Regions from separate parts of the Triticum aestivum genome. Here region 1 is linked to region 2. A link is a contact called in public Hi-C data. All regions are on one chromosome and are shown on one strand. Each heading gives the region's core, a stretch centred on a gene start, on an enhancer-like site or on the middle of the called end of the contact. The rest is flanking DNA. Distances are from core to core; before and after follow the strand shown.

Region 1 (5,088 bases), core at 2,235-4,734, 720 kb before region 2:
AAGTTTGCTGAGCTGGTGACCAAGATCGACAGGCGATCTGGTAAGGAGCTGGAGGCCCTGCCCAAGTTCCTCAAGAATGGTGATGCTGGCATAGTGAAGATGATTCCCACCAAGCCCATGGTTGTGGAGACCTTTGCTACTTACCCACCTCTTGGTCGTTTTGCTGTCCGTGACATGAGGCAAACTGTGGCTGTTGGTGTCATCAAGGGTGTGGAGAAGAAGGACCCAACCGGCGCCAAGGTGACCAAGGCTGCCATCAAGAAGAAATGAGGCGTTTACCTGAATCCATCTATGTCTGCTTTTGAGATCTCTAGTAGTTTAGTGCAAGTTTTGCTACTGTTAGCGCCGTGTGATATGCGCCCTGTTGATGTGTCATTTGAGTACTGTCGTTAATTTTGGCTTTTGGCAAAACATGGAAGCTTCTGAGACTACTCATTTTTATCCTCTGCTTTGGAATGTTAGGCTGCTACTTTTAGTCTTAGCTGCTGTTTCTCTTTGAAGCCTTTGGTGTTCTTTTGTCGTGATAATAGCAGGTTGTTTTCATTCTCAGATCTGCTTGGATTGATCCCCATCTAGGCCTACCAAAATATGTTTGGCTAATAGAGGCATGACCAAAATGTTGGGGCTTGCTTGGATAGTACTAACTACGAAATTTTTGGCAAAAATCATAGGCTTTGATCTGTTTTCAAGCCAAAAGATCAGCCATGTAGTAAAATGCAGTTCGTTACAATCAAATCTGAACTAATGCGCAAATAAATGGTGCAAAATAATTAGCATACACCCAGTACAACGGAGGAAAATAGAGTGCAAAGACGTTTTTGTATTTCAATTTAGAAAAACATGTAATTAGGGTTGGGGGGCTCCATGTACAGGCCTACTGGTGAAATGTGGAAGCGGAGTAGCGCAGCACCAAGCCGGAACCAGCCAGCCGGCGGTACATCCTCACCTTGGTGCCAAAGTTTTGAAAAGCTGATGTATAGTACCCCTCTGTAAAAAAATAAATAAGAGCTTTTAGATTACTACAAGTGATCTAAACATAACTATATTTCTTTATGGAGGGAATAAGACCGTTCTAAAGTGTCATGTCGAGTTTAGCAATTCGAGTTAAGCATTTTTTCTGTTTTGCTTAGTCCAGTGAAATTTCTAGTCTTTGTCTTTAGGTCACCGAATAGGACATGGTGTATCTTGTATACATCAAAGTTAAGCCCAAGCCCGCAAAATAGCTTTTCGAAAACTGTTTGCACCGAGCAGGTTCATCTAACTGAGTTGAAAAGGTTAAAAGTTACAAAAATGTTTTCTTCTTGCACCTGACCTAGTACCATTCTAAGTTAGCCACAAGCGCCAGGAGGCGGCAGTACAAGCCAACTCGGTCGAAAATTTTAAACAGGTCGAGCAGCATTCCAAAGTTGCTTGACCGGAGTATCGTCGTCTATCGGCATGTGCCTGCTACGAACACCTATAGCTCATCTTCAAGCCTCACCTCTCCTGCTTTCTCAGCTTCCTTCAACACAAAGGTCTTGAGAGCCTCCACGTCCCTAGGCCCTGCAATGCCATTGAGTAGTTGGATTAGGCATTGAGCACTTACTAGACGAATATTTTCAAAATAAAGAATCATACATAATGGGACAAACTGTGTGTATACAAAGAAAATGCAGCGAAAAATTTATTGCCAAACTGCATATGATCTTTTGAGCGGTGATGCCAAATGACAGTACAAGAAAACTGTAACTGTTACATTAAATCAACTTCAGGGACATGATACAGTCCAGGATTATGAATTGATGGTTGAAAGTGGAGACTCGCCATAGAAGTATAGAATAGCATTTTCATGAACAAAGTACCACAACAAATCCAACAGGTGGAGCAACATGATGACTAATAGAATATTGAAAAAGCACGCATTCATGACCAATAAAAGCAAAAAATAAAATAGAATGATATGTGAGCAAAGTTGTACACAAAGTTTTCCTCCCTCATGTTGTTTATTTAGTTATGAAATATTGTCACCTCTGCTGTTAAGAACTAGCTGATACTCCCTCCGATTACAAATATAAGATGTTTTGGATATTTCAATATGGACCACATTGAAATGAGTGTAACAAACCCAGTGTCTATATACATCCAATTCAGACAAAAGTTAGAAAATCTTATATTTGTGAATGGAGGAGTATATCAGTAACATCCAAGTCACGGCTGGTCCAAAAAAGAAATTCTAAATTTTCCGCATTAGCGGATCCTGCTATATACGAAAATCGCGCCTAAAATGTAATCTTTTCCAACCTTTTGGTTCAAGTTCAGAGGTTTTAATCTTTTAAGAGTCATGCCCTACTCTCACAATACAAGTCAACAGTGTGGTTTTGGTTTCTAAAATCTATCGCCATTCCAAGAGTACTGAACCACATGCAATAGATTCCAACATGGTTTTCATGGTAGTAGTATCTAGTTTATGTTGTCCTTGTCAAACAGAAGTAAGATGTGAGAGGGATTACCTTTATATTTTGCAACTTCTTCGCCATCATAGAACACCTTGAATGTTGGGTATGAATGAATGTCCACCTTTGAGCAGACTGGTTTGCTTGCACCGCAATCAACTTTTCCGATCTCAATTTCATCCGTACCTTCAATAACCTTCCCAAGGTCCTCCCAAAGAGTTCCTAGGCTCTTGCTGTAAATGTAGCAGGCATCCGTGTTTAGCAGAAATTAGTCAAAAATTGCATTGTACTTGATATATCCATGTCACCACTACGGCATGTAGAGCTTACCAGTGCTTACACCAAGGGACGCAGAATTGCACAAACCACACTGTGTCCTTCTCCTTTATCTAAACACAAGAGAGAGAAAATCCAAGCTGGATTAAGCAACGGCAGTGCACAAGCATTGCAGCGAAGTAACTCGAACCAAAACAGGAGTTCAAAATTGAGATGGCGCGCCGCATCTAAACACGGAACCTTCCGTGATTGGGACAATTAATACACCAGGAATAATGATCTATCGGTTTATTATTAAGAAATCATGCTGGAATCAGTAGCAAATCTGGGAAACGGCCACATGTCAGTAACTAAGCACACCGCCTGCTACACTGCATCCCAGCGTAGCCAAGTGATAAGTCGAAAATTCAGCTGTTCTTGGGTCTGCGGCGTGCCTTAGAGTACTACTACTATTATATCTCGATGGGGAGGTGGAAGAGGGGAGAGACACGAGAAGGGGAAAGCAGTCGGTACCTTGTCGGAGAAGGTCTCTTCGGTGAGGGTGATGACCTCGGCGCCGGATCGCGCGGCCAGGGCCGCGAGTAACGTCACGGCCACCAGCAGGAGATGGGTAGGGAGGCGGGAGCGGCGCGCCGGATCCATGGCTCGATCGGAGGACGGCCACAGCGACGACGGGGAGACAAGGAGAAGGCCGATACGCTAGCCGGGGTGGGTCGATGTAGTATTTCACTGGGCCGGTCCGGGCCGGGTCGGGCTAGGATAGACGATGACACGGGTTTAAGCATAGCCCTGACCTCCAAAAAAGGAAAAAAAAAAAGAAAGCATGTGGAACCTGGGCCTCCGGACCGGACGTGGGCCCCTGTCGTCGCCTTTTTTTTTGAGCTTGTTGTCGCCTTCTTGCTTTGCCAGAGGCCGTCAGCCACAGTGAGGCAGTTCATATTATTCATCGGCTTTATTTGCTCCGAGAAAAAAGGGTCTACTGTTGTCAAAAAAATTATCATGATAATACGTGTTTCATTCATACCATAAATATATTTTTAAAAAATTATATTATAAAGATCATATTACAAGTCACGTTAATGGCATCAGATAGCTAGCTTTTGCACAAACAAACACCAGTCAGAAATAATAATTTACAATCAAAACTGAAGAATCCCCTAAACTCGGCACCAACATCCTTCACCTGCCTTCGGCACTTCCTGAGCAGCCACCAAAAAAAAAACATTAGCCTAACCTTATCAAAGATCTAGTCTCTGTCTGTTCCTTTACCCGTGACAATTTTGTAACTATGAAATTTGATGGAGTTGGTTTCTCAGTTCAGGATGCATGCACTCGGATAATTCTGCATCGATGTGACAGTCCTGGCGATCTCTACCCCGTCCAGCTATCATCATCTTCCACTACTGGACCGGTCGCCCTCTCTGTCGAGGTTGACCTTTGGCACGCACGCCTTGGCCATCCGGGCTCCGCTGCACTTCACATAATGATGCAAGATTTTCTTTCTCTTGTGATAAAACAGACAACCATACTTGTCATGCATCTCGTCTCGGCAAGCATCTTCGTCTTCCATTTAGTTCGTCTTCCACAGTTGCATCTTTACCGTTTCAGTTAATTCATACTGATGTATGAGCCTTACCTATTCCAAGTAATTCCGATTATCTTCATTATCATGTGATCTTGGATGATTATTTCTATTTTGTGTGGACCTTTCCTCTCCGCTGAAAATCTGATGTTCCATCTACACTCACCATATTTTTTCCTTACGTGTCTACACGGTTCGGGAGGTCTGTTCATGCTTTGCAAACTGACAATGGAAAGGAGTTCGACGACCTTACCATCTGCACTCTTCTTGCAGCCCATGGCACCATCTTCCGGCTCACGTGTCCTTACACCTTGCCACAAAACGGTCGCGCCAAACGTATGCTCCACACCCTTAATGGATGTGTCCGCACTCTCCTGTTTAATGCTCATGCTCAACCTCGCTTTTGGTCCGATGCACTCGCCACAACAACCCTTCTCATTAATATTCGGCCTTGCCGGGGTTGCCGACGTCGGTTTTCGAGAAGTTTCGGTCCAGTTTGTGTGTCAACGCTGACACATCGACTGCCGTGGGGTGTTGAGCACCCTACTCTAATCTCCGTCCATCTCGTTAGGGTTTAGTCTTGGACGTGATGATTTCTATGTACATCTATATATTGGCACTGTATGCCCATGAATATACGTGTGTTGCATCGTATTATCTTTCTACAACCTCCTCACCCGAGCTTGATGTGACTCTATCATTGATATGCAGCTTTGCGGACCTCCAAGATGGCTGACCAAAGGCGAAGCCATTTTTTTTAAGAAACTTTCAATCTATTCATCTTCAATCATGACATTA
Region 2 (5,284 bases), core at 2,578-5,077:
GGTCTACTGCTTTGTGCCAAGACAAAGCTTGCCAAAGTTCAACTTGCATCTTATTTTGCAGAAGGTGCTGCAAATGCAGAGAAGAAAAGGTGTGCAATCTTCTCTTTTAAATTTGGAAAGAGTATATCAGTATCGTTAGCACACCAGTATTGGTTTAAGTGATTAATTTAATTTATAGGGATGGAACTGAGGTGGGCAAAGAACGGAAAATTTCAAAATTCTATCGAGCATTAGTAACTGGTATACTTGAACACAATGAGGTGCTGTGCTTTCCCATTCACGCCTGTGAATTACACTGTCCTAACAGATATCTTGCTTAAAAAATGTGTACTGGCCATTCTTGCAAACCAATATTTATGGTATGATTTTTTTTTCTTTGCACCTGCAGGATGTGGTTACTCAACCCATAGGATTGGTTCATTACCCTGGAGTTGCAGAGGGACTTTATGTGGCATGTTCCTCAGGTACTACAAGTTTACCGAACCAAGAATGGGCTTACTAAAATCGACAATATAGGTTATATCGAACAAATCTTGCTTGATTTATTAATGCATCTCCAGTGCAGTAAGCGTCTAGCGTAAGAGCCTCGATCTTCTATCCAGGCAATTAGTTTACAGACACTTAGGTAGTAAATTTTGATTTAAGCGTCCATTAACTCCAATGCAAATTTTGCAAGTGCCTATATATCCCTAGAACAACCAAGTTGGCTGCATTTGTTTTACCGGTTTTAGCGGAAGTCTCCAGAGCTCTCAGCTTCTCAGACAATTCTGTTCGCTAATTAAGGGCTCTAAAAAAGAAAAGAAAAATGTTGCTAGTTAAAGCTGCATGCTGAAGGGGAGCCTTGGCGCAGTGGTAAAGCTGCTGCCTTGTGACCATGAGGTCATGGGTTCAAGTCCTGGAAACAGCCTCTTATAGAAATGTAGGGAAAGGCTGCGTACTATAGACCCAAAGTGGTCGGACCCTTCCCTGGACCCTGCGCAAGCGGGAGCTACATGCACCAGGTTGCCCTTTTTTTTTTAAAGCTGCATGCTGGAGATGGCATTTATTAAGGCAGACATGTAGCGCACAAATCTAATATGCCAAGGAGTACCGGTATAGTACCTGTGTCCCGCTAGATGAATACAGTCGAGATCGTAACAAACAAGCTAACAAATCAAATGGAGATCACAGTGTAGTGCTGTTGCCTGGCGAAAAATTCCGCCTGCATGAATAGCTCGGAGTGTCCGTCTCCAGTTCCAGCAGCGATGCCAACGCTTCCAGTTCCAGCAGCGATGCCAACGCTGATACAAGGAATAAGGCTGAAACTGGCAAAATGACCGTGATTAGTGCCTGCTGTTAGCGCTGCATTGGACATGGCCTTATGTGTTTTTATCTTTCATTATTAATTCTCAGGAAAGCCAGCCATGAGCAAAGTGTGTGTTCTTGAGAGACTTGTGCATCAAAATCAAACGCTGGTCCAGGTATGATGGGGTTCTGTGTCCTGCTTTTACATATTCATTTATGTATGCACATGACATCGTTCCCTCAAATTACTGATGTGTATAAGGCTTAGATTATGATTTCTTATACATGTCACTGTTTCTTTTCCTTGACTGGTGCAGGTTGAAATTCATTCAGGACGGCCTCACCAAATCCGAATACACCTTGCATACATTGGACACCCTCTTGTTGGTAAGCCAAAACACTCTTGTTATTGTGATGGGCACGATTTTACTTGAGCTCTTCCTTCCAGGCTTAGCTAAAAGCGTTTTTGCATATCATTAAAAAAAAATCTAAATAAAGGCATGGCAGATCCTATTTTCATTAAATAGATTCCAAAGTTCAGACAGTGCATGATTTTTTTCCAGATGATCCTCTCTATGGTATTGGTGGGCAGCCTAAATTTCATGACCTGGAATCTACTAGTACGGATGTTTGTTTTGCATACGACGGGTAATTCTTTCATCTTTTAGTTGTGCTGCGAAGTACGTCCATGTATGACCCCCCTGTTCTTTTATCTAGTTTAACTAACCTTACCAATTCGTCTTAGAGGTTATGAGAGGCCTTTACAGCCTGTTCCCGGAGACTGTGGGTATCACTTGCATGCTCATTGGCTGGTCCTTTCTCATCCAACCACGAATAAGGTAAAGAGAAATTAATCTTTCTAAATTGGGTAGTGTTCTCCGCCTAACATGCGCAGTAGCTTATGGGCCTTAAGAGCTGTTTTATTGAATGAGGAATGAATTACAAGTAATTTTGTGATTTATTTCTGAATAAGACATGATTGTAGGGTTTTATTTTTCAGTACAACTATGAGTAAATCTTAACAAATGACAAAGAGTATTTTCTTTCCCTAAAAGAATGAAGAAATAGGTTCAATCCTGTATAACTGTATATGCTACTGTTTTGTTAGATTGTTAGACTGAACAAAGCAGGTAGGATATGCTACCAATCATATTACTAAGATGCAAAATGATGTTAAAAGAAGCTTCAATGGTTCCTCTGAGAATCTAAATTCTTATACTAACTATGCGGTGACTGCGTCTGTGGGGGTAAGTGGCCTGATGTGCGGCAGGTGACCGCAGATCTACACGAAGACATGGTCATGGGTGTTGTCGAGTCTCATTTACAAAACGATTCTTCCGTTCTATCAGTGCATGAGGAAGCAAGTTTTTGCATTATTTATAAGAAGGGAAGAAAAAAAAATCCCCATCAATGGAGAGAAACATAGAAAGATCAATACTGCTTATTTTTGTCGATGCAATTATAGTCGTGCAAGAAATATTTCAATGTTTTCAATCTAACATTAGAATTGTAAATATAAACGTAAGTATTGTTGGATAGTTTCTAGTTGTACACTTTAGGTGATCTGGCTGGCAGAACGAACTATGCAATTGAATGTTTGATCATCTATTCATCCTTTCTTTCATAGGAGTGTTGACATGATATTTTTCTTGTTAGTCCCTTTCCTTTTAGGTTCACTGAGCAACAAACGATAATGACTGAACACCATGTGTGTGTTTCCCTTATATTTTTATGGTTGGCTTTGCAGATGCTGAAGATAACCGCCCCTCTGCCGCATATCCTACAAACTCGAGAGGAGCATTGCGATCCGCAAGTTGATACTTGAGCTCATAACTTTCCATTTGAAACTATGTGCATCCAATGAGTTGAGCAATCAGTAAGAGTTCACAGGCCATGTTCTACGAGCCTGTGGAGATGGAGGCTATTGGACGCTAACGTACGCATATGAGGTGTTGAGTGTATCTTACAGAGTGTCAGACTGAGTTTTTGCGTGTGGCGCAGCGTGGGCAATACAGGAAGTGGTATTGATGAGTTTAAATGGTCACTGGACACTAACATTTGTGTTAGATGATACGTAGAACAGAGTAAACTTTTCAGGTCACTGCATCTGAAGATGCATGCACACGGCCAAAGGATGTACTAGCTGCTTTCTGTGTTTGTTTGTGTTGTTTATATGACCGAAACCAATTTTGCACTTATTATGCAAATGTATGCATATTTTGGCTAAGATTATCATCTGCAAGCATGTAGAAACTATATTACCATGAGTTATGTTCATTTCTCCGACAAGTATTTTCGGACGGAGGGAGTACTAGTATTCCGAACCAAGTTTGTTTTTTATTTTGTTTTTTGCGTATGAACCAAGTTTGAATGCGAACAGCCCAGTAGCCCTACATCTGAATCGAGGATCATTCAGATTTGATTCCTGAAACTAGAACAAACATAAATGAATCCATCTCTGTTCTCTGAACATGAATCTTATACGGCGGATTTACCAGTAGCGTACATGGAGAGTGACGGAGTTATGACCGGCCTTTGTGCGGAACGCGTGTTCGCAGCAGCAGAGTTACACGAAACACAGGACACCAGCGCAAGGGACTGCGCGGCGACACCATCTCTCCCTCCCTCTTTCTCTCTCCACCGATGGAAGCCTCGCCGGCGACGCGTCTCCCCGAGGCCGACGCGCTCCCCGATGGCTTCGTCGAGAGCTCTTCCGCCGACCAGGCCCAGCCAGTCTCCTCCACCCCCGCCCCCGCCGCCGCCGATCCCCTGCATCCCGCCCTCGGCCCTGATCACGAGGGCGCTGCCCGCGCCGACGGTGAGGAAACCCTAGGCGCTCCATCCAGCCCCGCCGACGCCGCCGATGCCCTGCGGAGCCTCTCTATGGCCGCCGCCGCTTCGGAGCCGGAGCGTGCCCCCGAGCAGCAGGGGCCCGCCGCGGACATAGGAGGTGATCTCCCCCTCTCTCTCCCACGCACTGGCAGCTTCCTGATCTGATGTCATCTAATTAATCAAACCGTCAGTTACAGTTTAGGGTGAATGAGGCAACTTAAGCGGCTTCGCCCATCGCCATTGAAGTCTGTAATATGTTCGCTCACCTTCGTTTTGATGCTGTTCGCACAGGTGCCAAAGATGCAATGAAGGAGAGCTTTGTGGTAGAGCAATCGGAACCGCTGGCCAACCAAAAGGTTGTCAATGCAGAAATGGATATGGTTTAGATTTCTCTGCCTGCTATATTGGTGTTGGTGGGAAGATAAGTGTGTGCTAAACTGGATTGATTCCATGACTTTGTAGGATAGTGGCGAGCCAAAGCGTAAGGTCGTGAAGCGGAACAGTAAGCTAGAGAAGGACAGGGAGTTGTTGCAACTTGCCCAGAGGTACCATGGAGTGGTAGCGGAGAGGGATGCAGGCAAGTTTCTATTATCCAAAAAATGTGACCTCGATGCTTAGTTCTCCAATGTAATGGATAAATCCATTGGTTACTCTCAGTTAAGGATCCACTGTCAAAAACTCCTCAGCTGTCCTTTGTTTGGAATAAAGTTATCTAATAACCATGTTAATATATAACATGTGGTAATTTGAAAACTTCTGGATTCTTCTCATATGCCATCACAAAGAAGATATTCCGGATTTTTCTTATTTGATATCTTCAAGGCAAATCGACCCAATTCAGTGGCTGGTGAAGTTTTGAACCTTTTTTCTAATATTTGTTGAAAATTTGTGTGTTTCTGCTTGAGCCGTACGAGATGAAATTTTCATATACGGCTCTTAGAGGGGGACTCGGGTTAGTTACCTTCTCAATAAAGTATATGATTGGTTTGAGGAACGTCTTGAGATTCAGGCAATTGCGGATGATATAACTAGTCAATATGTTCCTCCCCATGTCAACATATTTTATTGTTTAGGGGGAATACACTTACTTGTTTTCTAGTACAAGTCGCTACCGGTTTTGCTATGACTTTTTACTACCGACCAACTGTTACAGAGGCTTTTTCCTCGG

Evidence for each region. A called contact is a pair of places that touch in the nucleus more often than the background predicts.
Region 1: a contact with region 2 is called in a Hi-C map of leaf, with 7 times the contacts expected there. The contact joins the promoter of LOC123092490 here to the promoter of LOC123092485 in region 2. A contact is called at or near these places in 2 of 5 Hi-C or Micro-C datasets (both in leaf).

What each region holds. Positions count from the first base shown.
Region 1 is chr4B:422,821,862-422,826,949 of IWGSC CS RefSeq v2.1, reverse strand. LOC123092490 (protein disulfide isomerase-like 5-1) reads right to left here and starts at 3,484. Exons shown (of 5, transcript NM_001405796.1): 1 at 3,222-3,484; 2 at 2,763-2,821; 3 at 2,490-2,665; 4 at 1,481-1,542; 5 at 729-987. The coding sequence starts at 3,350. The coding sequence ends at 943. It overlaps LOC543386 (elongation factor 1-alpha-like), which reads left to right. Exons shown (of 3, transcript NM_001405793.1): 3 at 1-988. The coding sequence ends at 270.
Region 2 is chr4B:422,106,867-422,112,150 of IWGSC CS RefSeq v2.1, reverse strand. It overlaps LOC123092485 (alpha-taxilin), which reads left to right and starts at 3,827. Exons shown (of 11, transcript XM_044514272.1): 1 at 3,827-4,234; 2 at 4,408-4,472; 3 at 4,579-4,693. The coding sequence starts at 3,928. It overlaps LOC123092486 (RNA pseudouridine synthase 5), which reads left to right. Exons shown (of 14, transcript XM_044514273.1): 7 at 2-89; 8 at 179-260; 9 at 389-464; 10 at 1,393-1,460; 11 at 1,602-1,671; 12 at 1,848-1,932; 13 at 2,030-2,123; 14 at 3,032-3,523. The coding sequence ends at 3,109.